5 separate regions of the Mus musculus genome follow, and regions 1, 2, 3 and 5 are each linked to region 4. Evidence: chromatin contacts called from public Hi-C, HiChIP or PLAC-seq and promoter capture Hi-C data. All regions are on one chromosome and are shown on one strand. Each heading gives the region's core, a stretch centred on a gene start, on an enhancer-like site or on the middle of the called end of the contact. The rest is flanking DNA. Distances are from core to core; before and after follow the strand shown. Region 1 overlaps Snx29 (sorting nexin 29). Region 2 overlaps Snx29 (sorting nexin 29). Region 3 overlaps Snx29 (sorting nexin 29). Region 4 holds the start of Shisa9 (shisa family member 9). Region 5 overlaps Snx29 (sorting nexin 29).

What was found. Promoter capture Hi-C pulls out the DNA fragments that hold promoters and counts their contacts. Hi-C and Micro-C count contacts between places; a contact is called where the count stands out from the background. HiChIP or PLAC-seq counts read pairs in DNA pulled down with a chosen protein or histone mark.
Region 1: a promoter capture Hi-C map of hippocampal neurons shows a contact between it and region 4, with 6 times the contacts expected there. The contact joins the enhancer-like site here to the promoter of Shisa9 in region 4. A contact is called at or near these places in 9 of 39 promoter capture datasets (the HPC-7 cell line, cranial neural crest, embryonic stem cells and 4 more), 4 of 484 Hi-C or Micro-C datasets (cortical neurons and cranial neural crest), 5 of 115 datasets of contacts at active chromatin or transcription factors (astrocytes, embryonic forebrain, embryonic midbrain and 2 more) and 1 of 9 other capture datasets (embryonic stem cells).
Region 2: a contact with region 4 is called in an H3K4me3 HiChIP or PLAC-seq map of forebrain, with 3 times the contacts expected there. The contact joins the enhancer-like site here to the promoter of Shisa9 in region 4. A contact is called at or near these places in 8 of 39 promoter capture datasets (embryonic stem cells, frontonasal cranial neural crest, hematopoietic stem and progenitor cells and 4 more) and 4 of 115 datasets of contacts at active chromatin or transcription factors (astrocytes, embryonic forebrain, embryonic stem cells and 1 more).
Region 3: a contact with region 4 is called in a Hi-C map of cortical neurons, with 4 times the contacts expected there. The contact joins the enhancer-like site here to the promoter of Shisa9 in region 4. A contact is called at or near these places in 3 of 39 promoter capture datasets (embryonic stem cells, frontonasal cranial neural crest and pre-B cells), 1 of 484 Hi-C or Micro-C datasets (cortical neurons) and 4 of 115 datasets of contacts at active chromatin or transcription factors (astrocytes, embryonic forebrain, embryonic midbrain and 1 more).
Region 5: a contact with region 4 is called in a Hi-C map of the N1E-115 cell line, with 5 times the contacts expected there. The contact joins the enhancer-like site here to the promoter of Shisa9 in region 4. A contact is called at or near these places in 7 of 39 promoter capture datasets (the C10 cell line, embryonic stem cells, hematopoietic stem and progenitor cells and 3 more), 1 of 15 datasets of contacts at CTCF or cohesin (the NIH/3T3 cell line), 14 of 484 Hi-C or Micro-C datasets (the AML12 cell line, the HPC-7 cell line, the N1E-115 cell line and 9 more), 7 of 115 datasets of contacts at active chromatin or transcription factors (astrocytes, bone marrow-derived macrophages, embryonic forebrain and 4 more) and 1 of 9 other capture datasets (embryonic stem cells).

Annotation. Positions count from the first base shown.
Region 1 is chr16:11,578,452-11,581,214 of GRCm38.p6, forward strand. All of the region lies in intron 15 of Snx29 (sorting nexin 29), which reads left to right. Among named protein-coding and RNA genes, the nearest start is that of Gm32100, 3.9 kb to the right of the region's middle. Within about 2 kb of position 1,315, at least 61 of the 459 cell types and tissues checked have an H3K27ac peak or open chromatin away from gene starts, as enhancers often do. A contact at or near this core is called in cortical neurons, forebrain, hippocampal neurons and 1 more, where this site is marked.
Region 2 is chr16:11,669,789-11,672,488 of GRCm38.p6, forward strand. The region is part of intron 18 of Snx29 (sorting nexin 29); the gene reads left to right. Among named protein-coding and RNA genes, the nearest start is that of Gm32100, 87 kb to the left of the region's middle. Within about 2 kb of position 1,268, at least 36 of the 459 cell types and tissues checked have an H3K27ac peak or open chromatin away from gene starts, as enhancers often do. A contact at or near this core is called in forebrain, where this site is marked.
Region 3 is chr16:11,525,368-11,528,123 of GRCm38.p6, forward strand. The region is part of intron 14 of Snx29 (sorting nexin 29); the gene reads left to right. Among named protein-coding and RNA genes, the nearest start is that of Gm32100, 57 kb to the right of the region's middle. Within about 2 kb of position 1,309, at least 99 of the 459 cell types and tissues checked have an H3K27ac peak or open chromatin away from gene starts, as enhancers often do. A contact at or near this core is called in cortical neurons and embryonic stem cells, where this site is marked.
Region 4 is chr16:11,982,557-11,985,401 of GRCm38.p6, forward strand. Shisa9 (shisa family member 9) reads left to right here and starts at 1,557. Exons shown (of 5, transcript NM_028277.2): 1 at 1,557-2,587. The coding sequence starts at 2,025. It overlaps Gm32278 (predicted gene, 32278), which reads right to left and starts at 1,189. Exons shown (of 2, transcript NR_155455.1): 1 at 1,002-1,189.
Region 5 is chr16:11,693,279-11,695,978 of GRCm38.p6, forward strand. The region is part of intron 18 of Snx29 (sorting nexin 29); the gene reads left to right. Among named protein-coding and RNA genes, the nearest start is that of 4833415N18Rik, 85 kb to the right of the region's middle. Within about 2 kb of position 1,278, at least 17 of the 459 cell types and tissues checked have an H3K27ac peak or open chromatin away from gene starts, as enhancers often do. A contact at or near this core is called in the N1E-115 cell line and bone marrow-derived macrophages, where this site is marked.

The DNA of each region.
Region 1 (2,763 bases), core at 65-2,564, 400 kb before region 4:
GCAGGAGGATCCTGAGTTTGAGGCCAACCTGGGTTGTATAGTTGAGACTCTGTCTAAAAAATCCAACCAGAGATGGAGGAGGCTGCTCAGATGCCTAAGTGTTGGTTTTGTCTTTGTGGCGGCCTGGAATCTGGGCCTGCCTCTGACCGGGAGTCTGGAGTACTTAGGAAGGAGTAGGCGAACTTCCACAGAGACACACTTGGAAGATGATCCAAGGCTCTTCTTTTGGACAACAGATAAAAATATTGGTAATTATAGTGGCTGATTTCAGCTCCTCAGCCCTCCAGTATTTTGAGTCTCTGTTAGGTTTCTCCCTTTATGCAGGAAGAAGCTTCCTGAAGCCAGAGTCGCCTGGTCTTGATGGAAGAGGTTCAGGGCTGTTCTGTTGGTGCTGGGCACACCTTGGGAGGGATCAGGGCTGTTGTGAGCACCAGATAAGCTGGCCTTTGTTTTACTTGAAAAGCCTGCTGCTTGAGGGTAGAGCGACAAACTTCAGAGAGCAGACAGCTGATGTGACTGAGGAGACCAAGGTTTGCCAGCCTTGTACCGAAGTCTCTTCTGGCTACAGTGACTCACCTGTACCTCAAGGCATCTGAAGACCACTGATGTGTGTGTTAGTAAACTCTTGCTGCTGCCTTCAGCCTCATTTCTCACCTTACCTAGAACTTGTTTCATCTTTCAGAAGCACATCTTTGCATGGGGGTTGGGGCAAGCTGTCTAACTTGACAACTAACTTGATTCCTTTTTTCTGTCTTCTATCCTTGACTCATCTTTCCTTGTTAACTTTACACACACACACACACACACACACACACACACACACACACACACACACAAGGCGGGTTTATTGGGAAGCTTCTCTCAGCCAGGAGAGTTCACTGGACCCAAGGACTGAGGTTGGGAAGTTGCCATGAGGAAAGTGGGGGAGGGAGTGGGTCAGAGAGAGAGAGAGAAAGAAAGAGAAAAAGGGCATGCACACAGAGAGAGGAGATGAAGAGAGAGAGTAACTTATTTTCTTCACCTTTAAGATCTCATCTGAAGAGGGTGTGGTGGAAGGTGCCTGTAATTCTAGCACCTAGCAGGCTGGGGCAGGGGCAGGGGCAGGGGCAGGGGCAGGGGCATTATAAGGTTGAGGCTCGCTTGGGCCACTTCTCTGCTCTTCTACAAACTGGGTTCGGTCCCCAGGTGTCCTCAGCATCCTTTGTATCCTACATCCTGATCCTGATAGGGCAGCTTTCTCTGTACTTGCCTTGACTGTGTTCTCATTTTGCCCTTTCCCCAAGTCTGCTCTGCTGCAAGCCCAGCAGATGGCAGTAGACGTGCCCCAATCATCACCATTCTAGCTGTTCTAGCCCTAGCATCCAGCAGGACCCCTGGCATCTGACTGGTAACCCATTTAAACAGCATTTTCGATGAAGACCACAGGGAAGCTAGATCAAACTGGCTGAGGCAGACACAATACATTTATTTACTAAGTCCTATTTCAGTTTTCTCCTTGGGACCATGTGACTTGCTCAGGCTACTGGGGTATAAATAGAACTGCTGTGCGGTCCAGGCTGGGGGAGAGATCAACTGGAGAACGAACATTTCCTGGTTCTTGTTTTCCTTGCAGGGTACCTGTGAGCCATGGATTCTGTGTGGCCCAGCCACAAGAGGGCCCGAGTCTGGGTCCCCAGGCTGCTACTTAGAAGGCAGCCTTGCTGTTTTGCTGCTGGGCCCACTGTAATCTTTGTAAAAAGGAGGAGTGGGATTTTTATCTGTTTAGCCAGGGAACTATTGGGGTACTTGTTGCTGTCCTGCTTATCTTCAGTCCAGGACAGTCTGATTTTAGGCATGGGTAATTCCCCTTCTGTTCATAGATGGCTGTGATTCCCCTGAGCAAATCTTTTCTTCCAAGTTCACATTCAGAGAAGACAAGGCTTTGCTTCTTTTATTCCTGGCCAAAGCTTTGAATTTATGCTGGCAACCCAGCTGAGCCTCCGCTCTTGCTCTTCATCTGATCACAGGGTCTTGCTTCTGCACTGAGACAGCGGAGAGCCCTGGTCAGATGTGGGGAACGGAGAATAGGGAATGGGATGTACTTCGAGGGGAAGGAAGGATGCCATGGAGACTCCAGCTTACGTTAGCTCACAGCGAACAAGTAGTGAACAGATGAGCGCTTAGCGGTGAACAGACCTTCTCCCTTGTTTTTGGGACTCTGCTCTACCAGCTGAGTACTCTTCATCCAAGGGTCAGTGAGTGCAGAGACGGGGGCGAGGGCAGTATTTGAGACCTTGCCATGGAGGGGAAGGTGTGCAGGTCCTTTGCCTGTCAGCTTGGGTGGGCTAGGGCAATTGGGCTGCAGGAAGAACATGTGCAAGTTTGGCAACCTGGCAGAGATACTTAGCAGTGAGACAGGGATGACACTTCAGTTCCTCACTAGCAGCGATGTCTGTCTCTAACATTACCTTTTAGTCAGCATACAGAGCTGTGTTTTATCACACCGTTGTCAGAGGTGTGTGTCACTACCTCGCACACAGTCACTCCTCCAGACTGTTCCTCTGTGCAGCTTTCCTCTCATCTGTTTGTAAGGCTGTAGATATGATAATGTTTCTTTTCTGAACACATGTGCGTGTGCATGTGAATGCGTGTGAAGCCAGACGACAACTTCCTGTGCCATCTACCTCCATTGAGACCTGGTCTCTCACTGGCTTGGAGGTCACCAATAGGTTAGACTGGCTGGCTCTGGGACACCCCTCCCCCATTCTATCCTCTCCAACCCAG
Region 2 (2,700 bases), core at 18-2,517, 310 kb before region 4:
AGCATGGTATAATCGTCCTACACTTATGACAAAAGTATGTTTCTGGAGCTTAGTTGGTGATGAGTATGTTGGGAATGGGTGTGTTGAGGGCCTGAGTTCCACCCTGAGAATCCATCTGAAAATGCTGGTGTGTTATGTGTATCATGATCCCAGTGCTAAGGAGGTGGAAACAGGTCCCCAGGGCTTGCTGGGCAACTTGCCTCACCTACCTGATGAGTTCTGCACCTATGAGAGACTGTGTGGAAGGGGGAGATGGAACATCAGCTGACTATTGGTTATCTTCTGTTTTCTATATGCACATGTACACATACGTGTGTACATGAGCATGTAAACACACAGACACACTTTCCTCTCCAGTCAAGAATTAAGAACCAGGGCTGCCCTGGCTTCAGGCCAGGATTCAAGTAACTGCCTGTCTTTTTCCTTGCTATATTGGCAAAATGGAGCTGGACACTGATGCTTCTGGAACAGGTACCATCATGCTGCAGCTTCTCACCTGCTGGTGCCATTGCTGCACAGCCCAATTGCCCATTGCTGTCTGTCTCTCAGCAGCCTGCAGGGGACAGTGTGTAGGGACTGTCTGTCTCTCGGCAGCCTGCAGGGGGCAGTGTGTAGGGACTGTCTGTCTCTCGGCAGCCTGCAGGAGGCAGTGTGTAGGGACTGTCTGTCTCTCGGCAGCCTGCAGGAGGCAGTGTGTAGGGACTGTCTGTCTCTCGGCAGCCTACAGGGGACAGTGTGTAGGGACTGTCTGTCTCTCGGCAGCCTGCAGGAGGCAGTGTGTAGGGACTGTCTGTCTCTCGGCAGCCTGCAGGAGGCAGTGTGTAGGGACTGTCTTCCGGCAGCCTGCAGCTGCTCAGATGTCAGCTCCTAGGGGTTGTATTTATGTGATGAATGCTTCCCGGAGGCATGTGGCACAGGGGTAATGATTATTTTATTTCTGGTTTTGAAGAAGTAGACACATGGTGGTGAATAGATGCCTTCTGGCTTGGGAGAGCTTCCCTGTTGTCTGCCTTTGGAATGGTTCCAGCTTCAGGAGGCCTTCACATCGTGTTAGTCTCTGAGCCACCACACTAGACCAGGAGGGCTGGGAGCTTTTAGGTTTTGTTGTTTGGAGCTGGGCTTCAAAAGTCTTGGTTTCTTAATGAGGCAGAAGAGGTGGAGCTGTTGCTCTAAGCTTTGCATCTCTGCCTCAGCCTCTCCTAGATATAGAAAAGCGTTTCAGGCCTAACCTTGAGAGGTTATCTCCTTGTGCTGGCAGCCTCCTCCCAAGAGACTGTGAGTCCCAAGCTCTGTGCCAGGCTTCCCAGCCGTGGTGACTGTCAGACTGCTCTACTGTCTAGAGCTAGGAGGGGCAGCCTGACTTGGCAGCCGTGTGGAAACGGTTTTCTAGGGGCAGAGAGACAAGGCTGTGGAAAATGTGTCCAATGCTGATTGATGTCCTCAAGGACGGTGTGACGCTTATAGTCCAGGAGTGGTGAAGGAATCTCAGCTCTAGCATCTGAGTGCTGCTGGCTCAGTGACAGGGGACAGGTGCAGAGCAGGGAGCCCAGGAAAGGTGTGGAGAGAAACAGGTGTTAAACACCTCAGTTAGAAGAAGAAGTCAAAGGAAAAACAGGCATGTGGCTTAGCAAAAGGAAGTCATCTGGTGGAAAGTTTCAGTGACTGAGTTGTGTCACCAAATTCACCTCTTCTGTAGTCACCTTTGCACTAATGTATTTATGAAGAAAGGACAGGGGAAATGTGAATAAGGCCAGTGCTGGTCACTAAGCCTTTCATATGTACAGCCCTCCGTGCTGTCAGACTCTATTTCCCTATCGATAATCCCGAGTTACTACTATTTACTATGTTCCATCTGGGCTGCTCTTAGCTCCAATTGGGCAGCCCTCGGGGCCACACTCTCTTGACCTTAGCCCATGGCAGCTTCTTTTTCTTCCTCCTCCTCTTCTGCATGTTCGTCCTCCCCGTGGTCCTAAGCCCAGGAAACCTAAACCCCACCTATGTCTCTTCTGCCTAGCTGTTGGCTATTGTCATCTTTATTTACTAATCACAATTAACTGGGGGGCAGGGTCACAGGGTCTACGTGCAGACTCCAGGTCTTTGGGGTCTGCACTTAACGTTACTATCCACAGTAAAAGACAAAACCCTCAACAGAGCTCCAAAATAAAGAAGAGGGACTATGATGATAATGATGGTGGCGGTGGTGGTGGTGGTGGTGGTGATGATGGTGGTGGTGGTGATGGTGACAATGGCAGTAGCTGCAGTTGTAGTGGTTTCTAAATGCTTCCCAGTGTCAAAAAAATCACTTCTGTTCTTTACTTGAACTCTGGGAACACTGACAAGAAAGTCCTTTGTTTGTTGTTATTTCTTATGTGTGCATGGTGTGTGTATGTCTCTGTGTGTCTGTCTGTCTGTGTGTACACGTGCATGCTGGAGCACCCCTGTAGAGGCCAGAGGATGACTGTATAGAATATGTCTTTTACTACATTGGAGCCTAGTGATCTAACTCAGGTTGTTAGCCTTGAGGAATGAACACTTTTATGCACTTGGGTCATCTCTCCAGCTCTGATCAGAAAACTCTAATCACAGCTTCAAGAGTAGAAGGCAACATGTCAGACTCTGTTAAAGAAAATAAAATCATGAAAAGTTTGGGACACTTCATTGTTGAGAGGAAATTCTGTGTCCAACCTAGCTATTCCTCTG
Region 3 (2,756 bases), core at 59-2,558, 460 kb before region 4:
TGTTGGCTTGGTTTTTGGAAGACAGCATAAAATTTATCTTCTTGGATTCTCAGTTATTATTTTTCCCCTTTCCCCACATGAGTATGAATTATAGAGGGCTGTTTTTTGGGATTTGACTCTATCACAAGAGAACTAGCTTCAGTGGGAGCAGTCCTGAGGTAGCTTGTGTCCCATTCTCTTTTTTGTGTAATTGAATATTTTATCAGGTTTTGAACAGCAATATAATGATCCCTAGTCACCCATCTCTTCTAGTTCTCTAAGTAACCAGAAATGAATGATACATATGAATGTACACAGACAGACCTTAGGCTCTCTGATACGTGTACCTGCTCTACATTTTTCTCTCCAAATGTGATTCGAGCATACTGGGTTGGCTTGGGAACAAGCTGCCTTGTTTGTAAACCCAGTTTTTAAAAAAAATTCTGTATATTTCCTTGGCTGTATGTTTGTGCAGCACATGCTTGCATATGTGTTTGTGCAGAGGGTATTAGATTACGTGGCACTGGAGTTTATAGGCTGTGAGCTGCTATCTGGGTGCTGGGATTTGAACTGTAGATCTAGTTCTATTGTGACATGCCCACACCTATTTGTTAGTATCACTGATGGCTGCTTTCATGAGGCAGTTGTATAGCTAGATAGTTCCAGCAGAGACAGGAAGGGGGTGTCCTCTAAAATACACACTAAAATAGTTATCAGCTGACCTTTGGAGGAATTGGAGGTCCCAGACCTGCCTTGTCTTTTCCAGGTAACACTGTCACTTAATAGAACTTTTCTGGGTCATCCTTTCGGTATCAGAATATTGGAATCACCATGGGTGTGCTGTCTGCTCACAAATCATTCTCTGCATGTATAGGCTGGCAGGTGGGGGCGGGGGTGAGCACAAAGACCTCAGTGCCTCCGATAGGGACAGATGGCAGCCCTGGAAGTCAGTGTCATCTAGATCTAGATCTTGACTATCCCTCCAGCAGCATTCAAGCACATTCCCACCCCAGCAGCCAGCCTGCAGTCCGCTTCCTGGGCTTTAGCCCAGCCTAGACAGGAGACCTGTGATCCTGCTGTTAGAAAGGTCTGTGAGGCCTGCCGCTTTACTCTAACTTCCCTCGCCTTTAGCAGACAGTTGAAACCAGCTATGGCTGGATCTGGGTGCTCAGGGTATTTACCAGCAGAGCCAGCACTGTGTGCATTCATTCTGTTTCCAGACCAGGGTGTTTCCTGTTTTGGCAGAGGAAGCGGGTTGGGCAGGTACACTAGAATGGAGGCCGAGGGGCTCAGGGCTTGCATCTTGGGTGTGGGCAGCAGGAGCAGGGCTGAGCTGAGCTGGAGAGATAGGCAGGGCCAGAAGAAACCTCCAACCCAACCTCCACATTACTTCCTCCCCACTGTCACTCAACCTTGGGTTTCCGAGCTCGTCAGACTCTGCCTTTAAAGGGAGAGTGACTTTTAGGCACCTAAAATATTTTTCTTTTCTTTTCTTTTTTTCCTTCTTTTTTTTCTCTCTCTTTTTTTGAAATTTCTGACATTGTTTGAATTTAATGATTCATATTACGAATTATTCATGAAAATGATCTTTTAAGCTTCTTATAATAGCTGAAATTATCCTTCATTAGATACTGACAGTTCCTGTGATGGGTGTAATTATAAAAAATATTCTTAGGCTAGCTATATTCTGCAGTGTTAAAATTACGCAAATGAGCAAGGGACAGGAATAGAAGCTGAGTAGGATGGTCAGATTTCATGGGATAAGGGGGAGGGCACCGCAGGCTTTCTAAAAATGAATAAACATGTGCTTGGGTGTCCAGCGAGCATGCCTCCCGCACAGTCTGCCTTGCTGCTCAGCCGCACCTCCCTGGCACGGGAGCAGAGGCATGCCAGTGACGGGCTTGTGTGCTACGCTTGCCCACCCATGAATCGTGGGATGGAGAAGGTTCTTTTTCTCTCCCCTTTTAGCTCTGTTCACTCAGCATTTTCTGCAAGGCGCACTGTAGTAATCCTAGGTACTTGAAGAGAGTAGCAGTTTGCTGCTAACAGATAGTACAGGGAAGGGAGGAATGGAGCAGGAAGTAGGGCCCTGGGGCTGGGACAGTCACCTGGGTGACAGAACCTCATCATGCTTATAGCACAGGACAGCCAGGGCATGCGTTCCCAGCTCATGGAGACCACCTGGTTTTGGGGGTTTGAGCTCGGTACTTTCTCTAAGGTTCTATATATCTGGCTGTCCTTGAACTTATGACTCTCTTGTCTCGGTCTCCTGGTTATTCGGATTATAGACATGCCTACTCTGCCTGACTTAGATTCTCATTTTTGATTTTCTGTGCTGGAGGCAGACATCAGGACCACATGGCACTCCCCAGCTGTAGACAAGCACTCACCACTGGCCACATCCCCAGCCATCTTCACTTATTATGAGACAAGTTTCACAAAGTCATCTAGGTTGTTCAAAGACTTGCTGTATAGCGCAGGCTGTTTTTGAACTTGAAGTCATTCCTCATCTTCCTGAGTAGCTTGGATGACAAGTCTGTACCGCCATGCCTGGACTTCTCTCGGTATCATGGAGGATGAGTAGAAGGAGGCTGACTCAGTTTATTGTATCCATGTCTTCACACCCCATGCTGTGCTTCTCAAAGCCTCTGAGAGGCGAGCTGGTTACTGCAGTTGCCACTGCCGGCCCTGCACTCGCATGCACATGCACCAGCTATGTAGCTGGCTCTCCCATCTTCCCAGTTTTGACCTAGTCTACTTAAGAAAACTTTAGGAAG
Region 4 (2,845 bases), core at 307-2,806:
GGTGAGGAAGCTGGTTGGCAGTTCTCTTTCCTTTTCACAGTGGGGGATGGGTTGGAGTACATTCTACTGCAGTCAGTCTTGGCTCTAAGACCTGGTGTGGTTTACCAAGGTGGCCCTGGGCTGCATTTGTAAATCTTCTTTCATCAAAGGGAGGGGGAGTTTAGCCAAACCCTTTGATTTGGAAAAAACTTGCCACACAGTCTTAATAAATCCTCTCATAAATTATCAATTAAGAGGATCCCAGCAGACCATTTTACATGTGGCCCAACTTCGTGGTCCTTTGAAAATTTCCCCCAAGAGTCCTGCAGCTGAAACCAAACAAGAGGAGAGGGAACAGAAAACATTGCTTCCTCTGTGATTCACCCAGCCTACTGCAAAGAGCATACTCAGTTAATACAATTAAAAAACAAAACGCCAGGGCGTGTGGGGATATAAATTTAGCTTAGCAGCTTTGATGTGAATCCTGATTTAGGGGCTATTGAAATCAAATTCAAGTAGAGGGCAGGAAGAAATAGGAGAAATGGTCGAGGGCTTATGGAGGGCTGGGAGGAATCAGTCAGGAGAAAGGAAGAGAGAACAAATTTGGAAAGGTTGAGAAGAGATGCTGGGAGCCAAGGAAACAACCTCGGTGAGGATGTCGGGGAAGGGGGGCTCCGTGGGGACAGGGGACAGCCTGCTCTGGAGACTGTCGCGCGGGCTGCAGAAACGAGTGGCTGAGGATGAGTGCCCAGGCCTTGCGCTGCGCCAAAACTGCCAGCGCAGAGGCGGCGCCGCTGTGTGCCCTCCTGTGGAGCTCAGCGTTCGCTGCGGGGGCGAAGAGGGACAGAAAGCGGCAGGTCCTAAGGGCTAGGGGAGTTCTTAGGAGAGCCCTTCCAGGGTGAGCCATTGCCTTCGCTTTGTCCGCTGACCGCCTCGCCAGACCACCCAGCTTTTAATATGAGTTCCCAAGCCCCTGTTCTGGGGTGCTTACCACAGCCCAAGGGGTTTGACACCTAACCCACCTTCCCAGTTCCAGCCTCTTCTCTGTTCAGGGACTCGAACCATCCCAGGCTCGCGCCAGGCATGAGGTCGCATCCCCGGAAAGGGCAAGGCAGTTCCTGCACGCCCGGGAGGAGGAGGGAGATCTTGTCTACACTGCTTCTAGTGTGTCTTGGAGTGAGCAAGCCATCTAATCTGTCCCGATTCTCCTAGTCACCCCTTCCCTGATCGACAGATTGCAATCGCAGCTCCTGCGCACGCACCCCTAGGGGGGGAAATCGAGGGCGGAACCACCTCTGAGTCTTTGCTTGGGGTGAGGAGCACCTTTCTCCCCGAGAGGGTGCCAGAGGTCCCGGCCGTGGTTCTTTCCACCTGCCGAGAAATCAGAGCTGTTCTTTCGAGCCTGGCAGCGGTGGAGCTTGCTGCTTTTGCCCGAGCTCTCTCTGCACGCCCCCTATTCGCCCCCGCCCGCCCGAGTCACCTCTTTACGCGCCCCCGCCCCTTTCGAGCTAGCGCTCACCACCACCCCTCCTCTATCCGCCCTCCTCCCCTTCCCCCTTCCCTCTGGCCCTCCCTTCATTCCACAAGTGTCGCTTCTCTCTCTCTCTCCAGCGCACTTGGCGTGCTAGAGAGGTGAAGAGCATCCTGCGAGCGAGCGGACGTGGGGAGCCGAGTCCCGGGTGGCGGGTGGAAGGGAGTTACGGACACAGCGACTCTCTCCTGTTTTCCACCCCCGCCTCCCCCGGTGGCCAGCAGGACCTGCACCCCGCGCTGGCCCCCGCTCCTGCTCCGTCCCCGCCCGGCCCCGGCGCGCTCCTCCCCGGCCGGCCCCCTTCCTCGGCGCGCGTCGCGCTGGAGGCGAACGCAGTCTGAGCCGAGCGCAGTGGCCGCCGACCACCGAGCGCCCCGCGCCGCCTCCCTGCATGTGCGGCCAGCGGCGGCCCGCAGCCCCCGCCAGCAGCCTCGGCAGCTTCGGCCGCGCGTCCAGAGGCGGCGGTAGCGGCTCCAGCGGCGGCCGAGCGCTCCAGCCCGGGTTGGGAGACACGATGCGCCGAGTCCTTCGGCTGCTTCTCGGCTGCTTCCTCACCGAGCTGTGTGCCCGCATGTGCCGGGCGCAGGAGCGATCTGGGCACGGGCAGCTAGCGCAACTGGGCGGCGTACTGCTGCTCACAGGGGGCAACCGCTCCGGAGCCGCCTCCGGAGAGGCCGGCGAGGGCGTCGGGGGCTCGGACGCACCGCCGACTCGAGCGCCCACGCCAGACTCCTGTCGGGGCTACTTCGATGTCATGGGCCAGTGGGACCCGCCGTTCAACTGCAGCTCGGGCGACTTCATCTTCTGCTGCGGGACTTGTGGCTTCCGGTTCTGCTGCACGTTTAAGAAGCGGCGACTGAACCAGAGCACCTGTACCAACTACGACACGCCACTCTGGCTTAACACGGGCAAGCCCCCAGCGCGTAAGGATGACCCCTTGCACGACCCCACCAAGGACAAGACCAACCTTATCGTCTACATCATCTGCGGGGTGGTGGCTGTCATGGTGCTGGTGGGCATCTTCACCAAGCTGGGGCTGGAGAAAGCGCACCGGCCCCAAAGGGAACACATGTCCAGGTGGGCTGCCTCCCCTTCGCCCCCCTCTTTGGGTCCACTTTCCTTTCCCATCCATCTCCAACATTCCCCAGCCGTGCTTCCCTCCACCCCAAGGTCTCCGATTGGGGAATGTCATCCAGGACGACAACTTTCCCTTGTAGCATTGAGCCAAGCAAGGCATTGGGCTCAGCACAGGTGGGAGTGAAGGCCGAGTGTGGAAGGGGAAAGTCTCTTTTCCCCTCGCCCACCTCCTGTTCCCTCTCACCAGATATGATGGTG
Region 5 (2,700 bases), core at 28-2,527, 290 kb before region 4:
ACAGTCAGTAATTATTGCTTATTATCAGGTGGCATATTTCTCGTATCAACCTCCTTTAATTGAATGGGTAATTCAGGATTGATCCAGCCCTTTAAGAGGCACCATTATGTGCTCACTGAGCAGAGAAGAGTCAAAAGAGATCATGAAGAACATTTGTCACCGCAGTGCTAGTGGGACTATTCCAGTTTACAGCAGTCAACTGAGGACAGGATTCCTTATAGGCTTCTGTGGGGTGGAATTAACACATGTGGTAGCTTTGCTGACATAGGGCAGAATCAGCCACGTGTGGTAATTGCATGTGTCCTGCCTCTCACTAAGGAGCAGTCAGCACTTTTGTCCCCTCATGGTGGGCTTGCAGTGTTTGCCCATTTGCTGTGTGTGTGTGCAGGTATGCACTTACACATGGAGCACAGAATGTTCTCTGACTCCCTAAGTCAGTGACAAGCCAGTCAGTCCATCTGATCACCGACTGTTCCCAGTGGCCCTCCATGCTAATGTGAGCCATCAGGAAGGGTGGTGGGTTCTTTACCCTACCTTTGTGATATTCTTAGAACTTCAAGTTTTATTTTACCTGGATTCTCCCTCCCTCCCTAGCCCCAACCCCAGCCAGCTTTTATGTCCCAGTGGATGAAGTATCTCCTCTTCCATGTCTCCATGGCTTGCTTGTTTGTTCCTGTGTCACAGGGGCTTTGGCTTGGAGATGTTCGAGATCAAGTGTGGCTTTGGGTCATTTACTGCATCCCCTGCCTGTTGGCAGTTGACCTCAGACAAATAACAAAAGAATCAAGTAAGTGATCTAGACGCCCTTGGAGCCAGCCCTGGTTGAACTAGGCTGTCAAGGTGAACGAGCTGCCATGTATTTATTCTGCTTTATTCCATAGGGTCTATCAATTTCTGTGATTTTTCTTTTAATGGAGCAAGGTTTAATGTTTAAATAAATACTAGAAATCAGCACCATTCCCTCAAAACTTTGACTCTCAAAGCATTGGGATGGTTGAATCCAGCCTGTGGAGGCATGAGTGTTACCACCTGGGTGCTTCTCCACCTTGCTTTCTCCTGTCTATTGGCACAAACACACATTAACAGGGATTCTAAAAAATATAAAGAATAAATTTTCCTGGCATCCAGCTGGGAATGAGAACTTTACAGACTAGTTCTCACCTCTGCTCAAATCTCTGTCTTTTAACTATGGAAATGAAATCCCAGAAAAACCACTGGACAGAGTAGAGATTACACAATTGAAAGGGAGTGGTGTTCACTGGCAGCTGGATTGCCTGGCTCAGAAAGTAAATCAATTTCATCTTGTTAGCGCAGGAGACCAGTGGCCCAGGGCTATAATTGGATGCTTTTTGAAAACTGCCTGTCTGAGCTCCGGTGCAGTTTTATGGAGAAGGCGTTCAGCTCTTGCTCCGGTTTTCCAGGTGGCTCCTGAGGTTGCTTTCATGAGCTTAGGGCACTTCATTTTACTGAACAAAAGCTAAAACAGCAACCCCACATAAGAGGGCCCTCCTCATTGGCGTGCTTGTCGGGAGGGTAGTGGGGAGGACTCTCGACCCAAGATTCATGGGTACCACATTAGGAACTCTTGTCATTAGGGCAGGTAAGTGGCACAAGTGTGAGGCTGCTGGTCACCTGGCATCTACATTCTGGAAGCAGAGATTAAAAACTTGTGTTCAGCTTATTTCTTGTTTTCTCAGTCTTAGATTCCAGCCCATGGCATGGGGTCACCAGTGCATTTAATACACACCCCCCACCTCAGTTAATTTACTCAATACAATCCCTCACAGAATTTCTCAGAAATGTGCTGAATAATTCTAGACCCTGACAAGCTGACAATGTTACCTCTCTGGGCATCTAAGATAAAAGCTCCCCAAATCAAGTGAGAAAGGCTGAGACTACTGTCATGGAAGGCCAGCATCCTGAGCACCATGAGCACCAGGCGGCAGCAGTGATGCCATTAGCCCATTTGATAGAGGGATAGAGCTTCCGAGATGTCACACAAGCCACTTGAGATTATATAGCTTGCACCTTACCAAACCAACATTCCTCTGCAGGTGCACCTCCTTCCAGAGGTCTTTGCAGTCAGCCTGCTTGTCCCTTGCCCCAAGCCCCAACTCACTGCTCTCATTTCCACTACTGTGGCCTTCTTGTGGCCACAATGGAGACACCAGCATTTGTTTGTTTAATATGACTCAGAAGTGGAGCTCAGGGAAGGATCCACAGCCCACAGAAGCAGGTACATGGCTGTGATCCGTTTGTCCAGTAAAGAGGCAGCTGAAGAGGAACTGGGCAGCCACATTACGCATCAAGTGTCATGATTAGCAAGGCAGATGTCATTTTAAACAGGATGTTTGCCTTCTTCAATGGGATAGGATCTGCAGCCTCCAGTGTGGCACCCTCTGTCCTCGAGTAGGAGAACCCTAGGCATACTGACTGTTGTACTTATTCATCTAACCCTCCCACTGCCCAGGGCCTAGCACTAGAGTCCAGACCCCAGTACTCCCTGTCTGCCACATCCCTACAGATTAGTCTCATGAACATGGGTTCCAGACCCCCACTATGATAGGAACTGTGGCTCCTGGCTGCCTGCTAAGCTCAGACTTCCTTTTCTTAGATGGCAGCATTCTTGGTGCTGAGAGAAGTGTTGTGGTTAGGAATCTTTGCAGCTGTGTGGCCACTGTATAGTGCTGCTGTAGTCAG